3 separate regions of the Mus musculus genome follow, and all the other regions are linked to region 2. A link is a contact called in public promoter capture Hi-C data. All regions are on one chromosome and are shown on one strand. Each heading gives the region's core, a stretch centred on a gene start, on an enhancer-like site or on the middle of the called end of the contact. The rest is flanking DNA. Distances are from core to core; before and after follow the strand shown.

Region 1 (4,428 bases), core at 44-2,543, 2.1 Mb after region 2:
TAAATAAAGAAAATATAAAAAATTAAAAGGTAGGTTCAAGAGTCAGGTAAAAGAAATGTTTAAATCCTCTAAAAATGTATAAAAGGTAAACTGAATTTAGGTGCAGGAGGCTCTGTGGGAAAGTCAATAAAAAGTAACAGTTACATTGCCTCCCATGTGCAAACACTGTCTCAGTTTCTGAGACAGAATTAACACAAGTACCTAAATTTCGACCAGGCATACATGCGTGACAGGTTCCTTTTTTTTTCTCCCAACTTTGCCATCTTAAAAGAAATGCTGACATGTATAAGCAAATAAACTGTCTCCTTACATCCAAAAGAGCATGCACATCTCTAGCATAAAGTTTCCCAAATGAACAGATCTTCAAGTGTGTCAGGACTTTAAGGGCAAGTAGGTAAATCTGCAAGCCAGTTTACTGTGCTCTAAGCTTTAAATCCACTCCTGTTCAGATGCATCAAATGTATTAGGGAGGCCATCCCACTGTGACTCTAACCCTCAGAATTTTACCTCATAATTAGGTGACTGACATGGGGCTTACTGGAACCACCTGTGACTCAGTTATATCCGAGTGCAGGGAATAAGAGGATGGCTTGAAGAATTTGGTTCATCTGTGTGACTTAACTAAAACTATAGTACACACCCTGTTGGCATCTGGGGCTTCATATATAAGCTTTACTAATAAATAGAACCTTGTTTTGTTTCAGTAGTTTGTCAGTCTTGACTTGTTTAGCTACTTAAGATTACCGTGATGGCCTCCAATCTGGGGGGAAAGTCTGGCAGAGACCAGACTCTGTATTTGGAGTAATGTCACCAACCCATTCATTAAAGTCAGCTACTCCTCGTAGCATCCGCCTAGAAATGATCTCGTTTTCCCAATCTTGGTGAAAAAAAAAAAAAACGAAAGAAACCGACTGGAAAGTTAACTTAAAAACAGGATTTTCAGCTGGGGACTTGGGGCCCCCGAGATTTAAAAAAAAAAAAAAAAAAAAAAAAAAGGAAATGGAAGTGGCTTCAGTAGAAACTTCAGAGGACGGAAATGAAACCGAGCGCAGAGTAGTTTGGGGCTCCGACAATGGCTTAGCCGCCGACCTCTAGCAAAAGCCTACAGAAAGAGGAGACCTAGACCCCCCAAACTGAAGCTCCAGGACTAGGCAGAGCTGCCCGCCTCCGCTCGGGTCACTTCGCACCACCACCTTCCCGCGCGGCCCACTGCGTCCTTCCCTCTTGAGGGTCCGGGTGGACTCAATCCGGGAGTGCGCGCCCAAAGGGCCGCAGAAATCACCAGGACCCAGGCGGGGCCGGAGCGGGGCCGGCCTCCACGGGGGCGCGCCTGCCGCCGCGTGCCCGCCGCCGCGCGCGCTCCCGAGCCCGCAGCCGAGACTGTTACCTTCGCGGTCCTCACTGGAGGACGGAGAGTCCCGTAACCCTCGGCCGCTCGTGGCCGGAGACAGCTGCGGCTGCTGTGAGTGCTGCTCAAGGCGAGCAGACCTCCGCGTCTTCATCTCCTCGGCTTCCTGGGCTCGCCGCTGCCTCCGTGGTCGAGAGCGAAGGTTGTAAGCGCTTTCTCTCACTTCCTCTCCCGCAGAAGCCGGCCGGAACTTTTCTGGCGGGGTTCGTCTCCCCCCCGGAGACCTTTCTTTGGCCGCCCGGGGCTCGAAGTCGCCGTACACTTCTGCCGGCTCCTCTGAAAACCTCACTTCCCGTCGTCCGCGGCGCGACGGGTGAGCTCCGTACGCAGGCGCGTCACTGCTGTCGCCATTTCGCGGGTCGAGCCTCCGCCTTCCCTCCCGGATGGGGGCTCTGGGTGTGACGTAGATGGCCCAACCTTCTCCGGGCCCCTCGGCCTGCCACCTTTCTCCCGCCATAGTTGTTTACGTAGCTGGTAGTCGGTTCGTGGCGATAGATTGGCCGCAGATAGATTCCGCTGCGGGTAGTGGCGATGGCTTCGGGGAGGTTGTCGCAGTGGTCAGGGAGGCAGTTGAGAGTCGCCGGGGCCGCCGCCTGCGTCCTCGCTCGTGTGCCACCAACCAGCCTCCAGGCCCATGGTGTGTCCTGAGGGCTGTCGGAGAGGCAGTGCCCGAGCTGGGTCAGCTGCTGCGGGTCACTCCCGCCTCCTGGCTGAAGGCACCAAAGAGGAGGAGAAGGGGGAGGAGGACGTCTCTGTCCTTGGCCTTGGAGGGAAAGGTGGGGGCGACCAGGAGGTGGTAGGACAAGTGGCCTGTGCCAAGCTGCTGATGGCCAGTTGCCCACCACCGGGGGCGCTGGTCCTGGCTCCCAGAGGCTTTGGGAAAGGGCAAGTTTCAGTCCTTGATCCCAAGCTGTTGCGCAGTTCCCCTGCTACTTTGGCCACTCCTTTTCAAATGTCCCTGGGAGGAGAAATGATCAGAAAGGCAATTCTGCATGTCATCTTATGGCGAAAATTATAGTTTCATGGACCTTTATGAAATTGCTTTTACCCAGTTTAAAATTTTTATTCACCTGTTGACCCTTTAAAATTGTGTTTAGTTACACTCTTGGGGTGTGTTTCCATTTTTGAGTCGTAGCCATATCAACCATATTCTTGAATTTTCACGTGAATGGTATACCAATAAGCTATACCCTAGCCCTAAAAAAAAAAAAAATCGATTTTGAGTTTTTATTTGGAAGCCACATAACAGTGATTTTGAAAAAAAACTTAAAAGTATTTGCCTTTTTCCAGTATTTTAAATAATGACCTTAAGTTGTTACTCAAACTTAGACAAATTCCCAGTTACTAGAATTTTCACAAATAGTCTATAAATTTGGTCAGCAACACAGATGACTCAAGAGTCATGTTTGGAGCTTCATTTAGCATTGTTTATTAACTACAAAGAAGGGGAGCCATAAGGAGACAGCTGCCCTTTTTTTAAAGATGTGTGTGTGTGTGTGTGTGTGTGTGTAAGTGAGTGAAAGGAGGGAGGGAGGGTGATCTCTGCCTGTCCTGGAACTGTAGACTAGACTGGCCTCAGCCTCACAGAGATCAACCTGCCGCTGCTCCCCAAACGCTAGGATTAAGGGTGTGGGCCACCACACTTGGTAGCACTTTTTTAGAAAACAAAACTTAAGGAAAAACGAAAGTGATACTCATTCGTGGTAGCCTGAAAACTGGGTGTGGCTTTTTTTTTTCTACAAAACGCTGAGAAGTACTGATAACTTGGTAATGTTTGGCTTGTGTCTTTTCCAGTAATGCTTTGTTTGTAAAGTGCCTATTTACACAGTCAACAATCACAAAAATTCTTTAATAGATGTACAGCAGTGAAAGGATATAAATTTTTGTAGTGTTTATATTCTAAGCTCATAAGGCAGTGTGTGCAACAGATGACTAAAGACACCTGGGTGCTGGCTTGTTAAACTCTGGTTTGAAGGATACATGAAAAAGAAAGTGAAGAGGTTCTATACATAATTGGTCAATCAGAGAAAATGAGAGGTTACAAAGATTATTGGATAATTGGCATGTGCTTTGTTTTGTAATTAAAAGTACTTATAAAGTAGTTTTATGAGTGGCTTTTTCAAAGAAAAAATAAGGATGTTAAAGTTTAGAGGCAGTTAACTTCGCATTTAACATAGATTTGCTTAGGATTTTTCCCTCTTGCCTAGGTCATAGGTATGTGTCATCTTTAGAAGCTGTCACCCACACCTAACAACTTTGCAAAAAACAAACTTGGATTACTATGAGTTAAAGCCAAATTCTTGTCAAACCAGATATTCTGCTGTAGGTGTTTTCCAACCTCTTTTGAGCCAGCCTTGAATATATTCTAAAAGATTATTATAGACAGTAGATTCATTTCCAGTATTATAAGAGATCTTTCTGGGCCATGAGTGTGACGATCTGAGCTTTGAACTTAAAACAGTTTCTTTGGGAACTAGAAAAATGTGGAAGAATGAAGAGTTTTACTTAGAGAATTTGCCATATGTTAGAGAAGACAGATGCACAAAAATAAACTGGTATTAACTGGTATGTGTATCTGACAAAATTATTTCTAGAAATCCTGTGTTCTTTATATTGGCTCTCTAAATTAAGCAACTTTTACATTAAAAAGAAAATTGTGTATAGGTGTTTTGCCTGCATGTATGCCTGTATACCAAGTATGCCTAGTGCCAATGGAGGCCAGAGGAGGGCATTTGACCCTGGAATTGGAGTTACACAGTTGTTAGCCACCATGTGAGTGCTGAGAATCAAACCTCCATCCTCTGTAAGAACAGTCAGTACTCTTCAGCAATTTTAAATGAAAGTATTTTATTGGGGAGGGCTTTTCAAAACAGGGACTAATGTAGCCCAGACCGGCCTAGAACTCACTATATAACTGAGGCTAGCCTAGACCTCCTGATTCTCTTGCTCTAACCTCCCAAGTGCTAGGATTACAGATATATGTCACTGTCACCATGCCTGGCAAAACACTTAAAAATATT
Region 2 (4,675 bases), core at 1-2,500:
CTCTTCCAAAGGCACTGAGAGCGTGGGTTTCTGGCATCTAGAGAGAAAACTTCATCTCGAATGCCAGAAGTCCTGAAAGATAAAGCCCAGCCATGAGGTGGATTTCATGTACTAGAAAGAGACTGCTCAGAGCATAGCATTAATAACAATATATGGGCCACGTCTATTTTTTTACAGGTAAATTCTGTGCACATTTTCAGCTTGTCTCACTACAGTATTCACACACTATCTCAGCCATCACTGCAGGGTTAAGAAAGGAAAGAGAAAACTCTCATTCCCTCTCCCCCAACACACACACACAGTTAAAAACAACTTGGGAAGCAAAGCCAGGGGTTCCCCCCACCCCTCTTGCTTTTTTGTTTGTTTTCTCTGTGAAACCCTGGTTGTCCTGGAATTCCCTCTGTAGAGAAGACTGGCCTCGAACTCAGGAGACCCACCCGCCTCTGCCTCCTGAGTGCTAGGATTAAAGGCGTGTGCCACCCCCGCTTTCCCTCCTGAGTGCTAGGATTAAAGGCATGTTGCCACCCTGCTTTCCCGGTCAACTGCTCTGAAAGTCCTTCCATCTGCTTTATTTTGCAGATCCAAGGAAAGGCTGAGAGACGGGAACACACACACACAAGGCAACATCAAATAGACTATGGACGTCCAGAATCCTCTTTATAGAAACATCACACTTGTGTTTAAACCGTGAAATCACAGTCTGACCACTTCCCCCAAATCCACTCAGGAAACCAGGAAGATAGGGTCCTCCAGGTTCTGGGAATCGTGTTTCTCTCTCTCTCTCCCCGCGCCTGATCAGGGCTCCCTGCCTCTCCCCAGCCCAACCCGTCCCCAGGCTCGCTCAACAAACAAAGGGTAAAATTCTCTTCTGGGGTTCTGGATTTTCAGTGACAGATCTCCTCGAAAACCTCTGTACCGTTAAGGAAGCAAAGAGCCGAGGCCAAATGACTCTGAGGAAGCCTCAGCCTGGGTCCGAGGGTCCAGAGGTCGCTTAAGAACGCAAGCTGCAAATGCATCCTGCACCTTCGGCCCTGGCCCTCCTCCAGCCGCCGCTGCCTCCCCTCCCCCACTCCCCTTTCTCTTTCTTTCTTCTGGGTCTCGCTCGCCCCACCCTGAGGCTCCCGCACAGTTCCTCGGCCAATGGCCTCAGGGCCCCGGCGCGCAGCAGCTGATGGGCGCGGGTTTCCTGGCCTAGGTCAGCCAATCAAGGCGACTGGGGGCGGGCACAAGCTGTCAATAAAAAGTACCGAGCAGCCAGCGACCCTGCAGAGCGGAGAATGGGAGTAGAGCAGAGTGTCTGAACAGCACGCTCACCCATCTCCTCTCCGCCTCGCTCTCCTGACCTGTTCACCCATCCATCATCCGGCCGGCCACCGCTCTGGTAAGCGCACGGAGGGTCCAGGAATGTACGGCCGCCCGGGCTGTGGGGTCGCACTCTACTTCCCAGCTCCAGTCAGCTGCTGTACGGAGCGGGATGCAGCGCTCGTGCCTCCCGCGTGTTTGCAGCGTGCGGCCCGGGCCGGCTCTGCTTGGTGTTCCTAGGACGCGCTGTGAGCCAAGCTCCGGGAAGGGCGGGGTTGCGGGTTGTTTTGATCTGTTCTATACTTGCGGCCGGAGGCGCCGCCCCGGGAGGCAGGCGCCGTTGGCTGGGGTTCACGCTGAGATGGGGGCTTTCCGGTGGTCCCAGCGGGAGAGGGTTCTTGCCTTAGGTGGGCGCAGGCGCCTTGATCCTCTCTTCCTGGCGGCGCATTTGGGGGGCGTCGTCACGCTGTGGGTGGTCTGGTTGAGGATGGTGGTCCTAAGCGTTGATGGCACCACTCCCCAGCTCCCAACGCCGTGTCCTAGGCCTTTACCATATGACCGAACAATGGAGAGCCGGAGCCCCGGAGTGGCCGGCGGGCTCCGCAGTGGAGAGGCCGCGCCAAGCGGAGGCAGCAGCGGCGCGCTGTGCCTCCCGCGGTCGCCCCACTCTCGCCACCCGGCCTCTACCCTCGCCGGGGTATGGCCCCCTGGGAGAGGCCTTGAGATCTACGCGGGCCCGAGGGTCGCGGCACCGACTTTCCGGACATTTTAGTGGGAAGGCTGCTTTCAAAGTGGATTGCCCCAACTCCTCCGGGGGCGGGAAGCGGGGATCCTCCCCCAGCCGCAAATACTCAAAGAAACCAACCATTGAAGACGTAGAAGATGGAGATTCTCGGTCCTCAGAGTCCCCTTCTAATACTTTAGGCTTCGTTGCCTACTCTGTGAACTCCGGGGAGAAGTCGAGGGTTAAGATTAAATCGCACCCGTCTTATTCCAGCACCTCCCCCTCCGAACGGTCTGGGTCCCCCACTCCATCGCCCTCGCCCAAAAAGCTCCGTTGCTTAGACCAGCGAGAAATCGAGAACGAGGAGAGGCATGAACACTGCTCTAAAAAGAGGAGGTCTAGAGAGTACAACCCCAGTGCATTTGATTCTCATTGGCTGGGGTGAGTAAAAGTCAGGGCGAAGGACCCCGGGTGCATCTGGCAACCCGCAGAAACTACTCAGAATTTTAAGAACCCATTCCACTTTGCACTACAGGGACACCAGTTGGTGCTATCTATGTACACTAGGCTGCTGGCACCCAGCTGGTCTCAGGGAACCAGGGCCAGAGGAGGAACTCAGGTTCCCCTAACAGTTCATTAATGCTGGATGTGTGTGTGTGGGGGGCGGGGGGCACGGCAGAGGAGGAAAGCTGATGAGTGGTGTAAATTGAAGCCATCTAGAATTACAATCCGGGCCTCTAAGTGGTGTAGGCAGAGGCTTTGGTTCTGCATCGGACTTGACAGCAGAGGCTCATCTGTTCCCCGGGGGAAGGGTGAGGCTTTTGGAGGGAGAGGCAGTTGTTTTCACTTGGGCAAACATGGACGGTTGCCCATAGAAACTTTGCCACTGTACTTCAGAAAGTTGCCCAAGTCATTGGAGGAGAACAATATGTTCCCTCTCCAGCTATCCGGGGAGATTAGGGAGGGAGGGGGGCATTTCCTCTTGTGTTTTGAGGCTGGTTTTTTGTAGCCTCACATTCATCGAAGATCTTGCCCCGACTCCTGTGGCTTGTAAACTTAGAAGTGGGATTTTTCTACGTACCAGAAAATATTATCCGGTGGGATCGTCAAATACTGTTAATTTTCACATTGAAATCTGTCTCTGGAGTAAGGCTTTTCACCACAGTAATGAAGTCAGCAGTTGAGGCCTGGTGTGGAGGGGGCATACCTTTAATCCCAGCTCTCAGGAGGCAGAGACTGGTAGATCCTCTGATTTTGAGGAAAGCTTGGTGTAAATAATGAGTAAGTAATTACTAGGACAGAGAGAGGGCTTGTTGAGATTTCTCTGTCTCAAAAAAAAAAAAAAAAAACCAAAAAACCAGTCAGCAGTGTGCTCCTTGGAGTATGGCTTTACTTTTTACCACCTTAGTGGTGGCAGATAATACAGGTCCTTTCTTTCTCCCAGGAATATGTTAGCCTTTAAAGTCTTACAGCTAGCCCTAGTATTTCATTGTGTAATCTAAAGATGGTGGTGGCATACACCTTTAATTCTAGCGTTCAGGATGCTGAGAGGGGCAGATCTAATTTGATTCTGAGGCTAGCCTGGTCGGCATAAGTTCCAGGGCTCCACAATGAGACTTTGTCTCAAATAAGTAGATAGTCTAAATGTAGGTATGTAGGGATTACAATGGGTTGTGTGTCCCTTAAGGTTGTTCCAAGAGCTGAGCGGTGGTGGCACATGCCTTTATTTAATCCCAGCACTTGGGAGGCAGAGGCAGGTGGATTTCTGAGTTCAAGGCCAGCCTGGTCTACAAAGTGAGCTCCAGGACAACCAGGGCCATTCAGAGAAACCCTGTCTCCAAAAAAAAAAAAAAAGGCTGTTCCAAAGAGTGGAAGACAAAGCAAGACTCAACAGTCAATTAGTCAAGTCTTTCTGTGGCAATAAGGTAGTTCTGTTGGTAGAATAAGATATTCTGTTAATGAACGTCTTGATATTTGTTCTCTCCTGCTAACATTTCTCAAGTTTAACGGTTATTAAAATCCCTTAACTAGTCCCCCTGAGGGGGCATGGTCCTTGTCTAATATAAAACTTTAAACCCCTTGAAAGCAGAGTGAATAATGCACCTTTGTGTGTGTCCAGTCCCAGAGGAGCGAGATCACCACGCACGCCAGCCTGATTCCCTTGCCGTCCCCTACAGTGGATCCCTTTGAATTCGATATTAATAAAATGCGATTTCTGTCTCTCTCCAGAACACCTTCCACCATGGCCACCTCAGCAAGTTCCCACTTGAACAAAGGCATCAAGCAAATGTACATGTCCCTGCCCCAGGGTGAGAAAGTCCAAGCCATGTATATCTGGGTTGATGGTACCGGAGAAGGACTGCGCTGCAAGACCCGTACCCTGGACTGTGAGCCCAAGTGTGTGGAAGGTGAGTGCCGGGGCGGAGTGTGCGCACGCCTGGGAGTGTACGCACAGCCTCGGATCCACCTTCCTTCTGTTTGGTTTGCAAGGCTTTTCAGACCTTAGTCAGTCACCCGTAAGTAAGCTGCTGCATAGTCTGGAGGCGCAGCAACAATGGAAGCCTTTCTTTAGATGGACTCTGGCGTGTGCTGGTACATTGAAGAAAAATACTGGGTCACGTTTGTGGGGGATGGGAGGCTGCTGTGTGC
Region 3 (4,547 bases), core at 435-2,934, 2.4 Mb before region 2:
TAATATTGTTGCCGTTTAAGTTCTTTATAAATCAGAGGTTAAAAGTTCAACTTAAGACACAAAATGTAAGACAGCTGTGTTGAATGTCTATAATCTTGTCACCAGGGAAGCTGAGACAGGAGGATTGCCTTAAACTCAGTATCGAGTATGAGGCCAGCTTGCCTGGACAATACTGAATGGGTCGCTGGCAAAAGTAAATAAATAAAAATAAAATAAATCTCAAAATACTGAATGGGTCGCTTGCAAAAGTAAATAAATAAAAATAAAATAAATCTCAAAACCCGACATTTGCTTTATTAAAATATTCAACAATTACAAATAATTAGATACCAATTCCACTAAGTACTCCAGTTGATTATCTCGAAACTATCAAAAAATAATTGAATGCAAATGACTTATGGTACTTTTAATTAAAATATGGCTTAAATTACTTGACACTATGCCTTCCTTTTTTTTTATTTCAAAAGAAATAACCGCATACCAAATACTTAAAAGCCTAGCTAAGCTTTTTCACACACCGTGTAGAAAGTCTGACATTTCCACAACAAGTCACAAGGCATACAAACTTCCGACAGCTTCTTTAAAAAGACACCCAACGGGGCTTCGGGGACATGAATCGGTAATCTGTTCCGGTGGGCAAAAGCAAAGAAAGGAACCTCAAAGTTTCCAAGACCGACCTTTTTTTTTTTTTTTTTTTTTAAACCAACAACAATATCTCTGCGAGTATGAAGGCGACTTCTGAAGCGAGGAAACGATTCTAACAAGGGCCGGGACTCGGGAGCCGACAGGCAGAGGGAGTGGACCAAGGATTTCGGCAAACACAGCCCGGGGTCAAAACGCGAAGCAGCTCGAACCCACGGAGTCGCCCCCTCCCCCAACACCGCCTCCAGGGTGAGCCCGTGGCTCGCGGAGGCGGCAACAGATACTCCGGGGCAGGCGGCGGCTCTCCAGGAATGTGGGGCCGAGAGGGGATCCCGAGCCCACCCCGGTGCCAGGTCCCAAAGGAGAGCTGTCGGCCCGGAGCGCCCCTCCCCGCCCCCACGGCGCCGACCTCCGGGCCCCGCGAGCAAGCCCAGGGCTAAGTTCTCCCAGCGCTCCGGTGCCGCCCTCGAGGCCCCGGCCGCCGTAAGCCCAGGGCCGCGCGGGTGCGCTTCCCCGAAGGGCTCCGGACGCTTCGCCAGCCCGGTGCTCACGGGCCGCGAACAATGAGCCCTCCCGGGCGGGCCGCGAGCGGCGGAGCGAACGGCCGGGGGCGGCGGCGCCATCGCCTCACGGCCCCTCGCGGCCGCGGACACACACACACACACACACCCCCAGCCCCGCCGCCGCTCGGGCCGCGGCCCGTTCCGGGTGCCCCTGCCCCAGCCCGCCGCCCTCGCAGACGTCGCCATCCCCCTCCCTGCCTAGCTCACCGGCTCCTGCCCCAGCCCGGGGGTGCGCTGGCAGTGGCCGGAGCGAGACTCGAGAATCAACCGCCGGCGCCGCCGCACAATATGGCGAGTCTCGGCTTCCGCAATGGAGCTCGGGAAATACAACAGGGGCCGCTCAATATTCATGAGAGACTGGGGAGGGGGGAGCCGGCTCGGCCGGAGCTGCGGGGAGGGCGGGAAGGAGCGAGCGAGCGAGCGAGCGAGCGAGGAGGCGGAGGCGCGGGACGCGGACGCGCACCGCGCGGGGAGGCCCCTGGCGTAGGGGAAGGGGCGTGCCTAGTGCAGGCCCGGACCGCCGGGCCACGCCCACACCCTGGCCCTGGCTCCGCCCCCGCCCGTGGCTACAGCTCGCCAGACGCCCCCAGCGCCGGCGCAGCCCCCAGCCAACGCCTGCTGACTTGGGCGTCTTCTTTCTGTCTGTTTCCCCCGTCCTGGAGCCTTTCTGGGCCTGTCTGAGCCCACAGGTTGCGCCTTCCCTCCCGCTGCTGAGGTTTCGATTTGGGCTTCCAGCCCCTGACTTCGTCCTCGTCCTCGTAGTCATCCCAGCCCAAGTAAATCCTCAGGGTTTCTGCTGCAGAACTTTCCGGACTTTGGATCTCTAAGGCATACAAAGCCAGCAAGATCTAAGGAAAGTGACCTTCAACTCTGGAAATAGGCGCTTGTTAGTACGTCCCTAATGATCTCCTTGCTACTCTTTATATCGACCTCCTTGACGCTTTCAGTGTTCTGAATTTGAAAATATAAGTAGCCATAGATAGTTGTCATTACCACCACCACTACCCAAAAAAATAGCCTGCAAGTTGTCACTCGGTAATTCCTGCATTTAACTTTTAAGTAACACGTAGGAAAAAAAGTTCCCTAACTTCAAAATGTTTCATTGGTCATGGTCTCTTGAAAGGATAATCAAGAATAGCAGATGATAAATGGGAAGGCACTTAATTTGCACTGCACTGAAATTGGGCGAGGTGGCTTATAGCTTCCAGTAACGTTATTATGGAATTCCTTTTCTGTGGCTTAAAATTTTCTTACTTATTGTATTATTCGGGGTTTTCTATAGAAACAACTAATAGAATGCATATATATTAAATATATTCAGCATATAGAGAGGGGGGATATTAAGTATATGCAATATAGAGAGAGGTGGGGTGGGTATTAGAGTGGCTTACAGGCTGTGGTCTAAGCCAACAGTACTGTCTCCAAACTACAAGGTGAAGAACCTAGTAGTTTTAAGCCCTTGGTGCTGGCTGTGTCAGCGGGTCGTTGGCCTATGTTGGAATCCAAAGAAGTGTTTTTTAATATCAGTAAAGTAATGTCTCAGCATCAGATCTTGCTGGCGAAAGCTTTCTACTCACCCCTTCCTTTTTTGTATGCTACCACAGAAGGTGTGGCAAAGAGTTCAGATGGGACTTCAAGGCTTGAATGATCCAATCAAGAAAACATTCACGAGTGTGCTCAGTTGTTTGGTGTTTTGTTAATCCCAGATGTGACCAACCAGGATTGGTGCTCACACTTACTGTCCACTCTAGCAATTTAAAAAGCCCAAGGTTAAACTTTTCCCGGGATGTGAATCAAAGCCAAAATAACCCCGAGTGTTGTGTTCCTCCATCCTCTGGAGACGGGTAGTCTGGAGCAGAAACACTGACCTTCCATCAAAGCGGAATGTTCATAATTGAGAACTCTTTGCTCTAGTTCAAACGCTTCTGGAAATCGTGATGTGTAACTGCTTGAAGCCAGTCAATCAGTGTTAAGGAAGGCCGTCATTTATAGGGAGCACAGAAGATACAGGTAAATCTAATATCCTATTTAAAGGGTCACAGTAGGATTGTCTTTAAAGAAGAAAACGTATGGGATATTTAGATTAAAAATTATTTAAAAAGTTAGACTTTGGGCTAAAAATCCTTTAGTACAAAGATACTTCTAACAAATCAGTGTGACTTCATCTATTTTACCTCTTCACTGGCATGAGACCAGTCTGCGGTGGCCCACACCTTTAATCCAAGCACTCAGGAGGCATAGACAGATGGATCTCTGTGAGTTCAAGGACAGCCTGGTCTACAGAGTGAGTTCCAGAACAACCAGGGCTACACAGAGAAACCCTGTCTGGAAGAAAACCAAAAAACTTGGAATGGATCATCCTAGATTGGCTTAAACAGGAAAGTTATGTTCTGCCATTTGGTAAGAAATATTTCTAAAACCTTTAGATTCAATACAACACAGGTTTATCGCCTGCTCATCCTTAGTGATTAATTAGAATCAAAATCACTGTTCCAGTCTCTCTGGAAACCAGATTGACAGAGACCTCAATCTCTTAGCTGTAGCCCTTGTGTTAGTCAGGGACCTCTAGAGTAACAGGACTTATAGAATGAATCTCTCTCTAGAGAGAAATGGAATTTATTATACTCACTATGGCTATAGTCCAGCTAACCCAATAATGGCTGCCTATAAATGGACTGTCCAAGAGTCTAGTAGTTCAGTCCACAGGGTGGGATATCTTAGCTAGTCCGTAGTATACGCAGGAATCCCAAAGACGTGGTCTCCAATGCCAGTGAAGGAATGGTTTTGCTAGCAATGCAAGAGCAAGCAGGCAAAGAACAAAAACTTCCTTCTTCCATGTGCTTGCAAAGACTTCCAGCAGAAGCTGTGGCCCTGATTAAAGAGGCCTCTTCCCAGATCAAAGATCCAGATTAGAAGTGGATCTTCCCACTTCAAATTAAGCAAATACCCCTCCATTTTTGGTTTTTGTTAGTTCCAGATATAGTCAAATGGACAACTAAGAATAGCCATCGATGCACCTGAGTCACAGTAATTCATTCTCTGTAGCAGAGAAAGAAAGAAACTGAAGAATAACCGGGAGCTTTCAAAAACTTACTTTGGAAGAGACACGATCACTGATGGAATTCCACTGGCCAGAACCAGTTACCCAAGTCAATACATCTACAAGGATGGTGCATTCTCGAACTTAGCTCAGGAAGAAAAGGAGAGTTAGTTGGGGTGTGTGTGTGTGTGTGTGTGTGTTTGGTTTTGGGTTTTTTGTTTTGTTTTGGTTTGGTTTTGGTTTTGGTTTTTTGAGACAGGGTTTCTCTGTGCAGTCCTGGCTGGACTGGAACTCACTCTGTA

The links. Promoter capture Hi-C pulls out the DNA fragments that hold promoters and counts their contacts.
Region 1: a contact with region 2 is called in a promoter capture Hi-C map of pre-B cells, with 4 times the contacts expected there. The contact joins the promoter of Tor1aip2 here to the promoter of Glul in region 2.
Region 3: a promoter capture Hi-C map of pre-B cells shows a contact between it and region 2, with 4 times the contacts expected there. The contact joins the promoter of Rnf2 here to the promoter of Glul in region 2. A contact is called at or near these places in 1 of 39 promoter capture datasets (pre-B cells) and 1 of 115 datasets of contacts at active chromatin or transcription factors (large pre-B cells).

The regions. Positions count from the first base shown.
Region 1 is chr1:156,034,371-156,038,798 of GRCm38.p6, forward strand. It overlaps Tor1aip2 (torsin A interacting protein 2), which reads left to right and starts at 1,294. Exons shown (of 7, transcript NM_172843.4): 1 at 1,294-1,738. It overlaps Tor1aip1 (torsin A interacting protein 1), which reads right to left and starts at 2,110. Exons shown (of 10, transcript NM_001160018.1): 1 at 1,388-2,110. The coding sequence starts at 1,865.
Region 2 is chr1:153,898,679-153,903,353 of GRCm38.p6, forward strand. It overlaps Glul (glutamate-ammonia ligase (glutamine synthetase)), which reads left to right and starts at 1,251. Exons shown (of 7, transcript NM_008131.4): 1 at 1,251-1,381; 2 at 4,256-4,434. The coding sequence starts at 4,269. Gm38440 (a long non-coding RNA gene) reads right to left here and starts at 1,098. Exons shown (of 2, transcript XR_387481.3): 1 at 917-1,098; 2 at 1-72. It overlaps Mir8114 (microRNA 8114), which reads left to right and starts at 1,248; the gene lies at 1,248-1,358.
Region 3 is chr1:151,499,307-151,503,853 of GRCm38.p6, forward strand. It overlaps Rnf2 (ring finger protein 2), which reads right to left and starts at 1,685. Exons shown (of 7, transcript NM_011277.3): 1 at 1,413-1,685.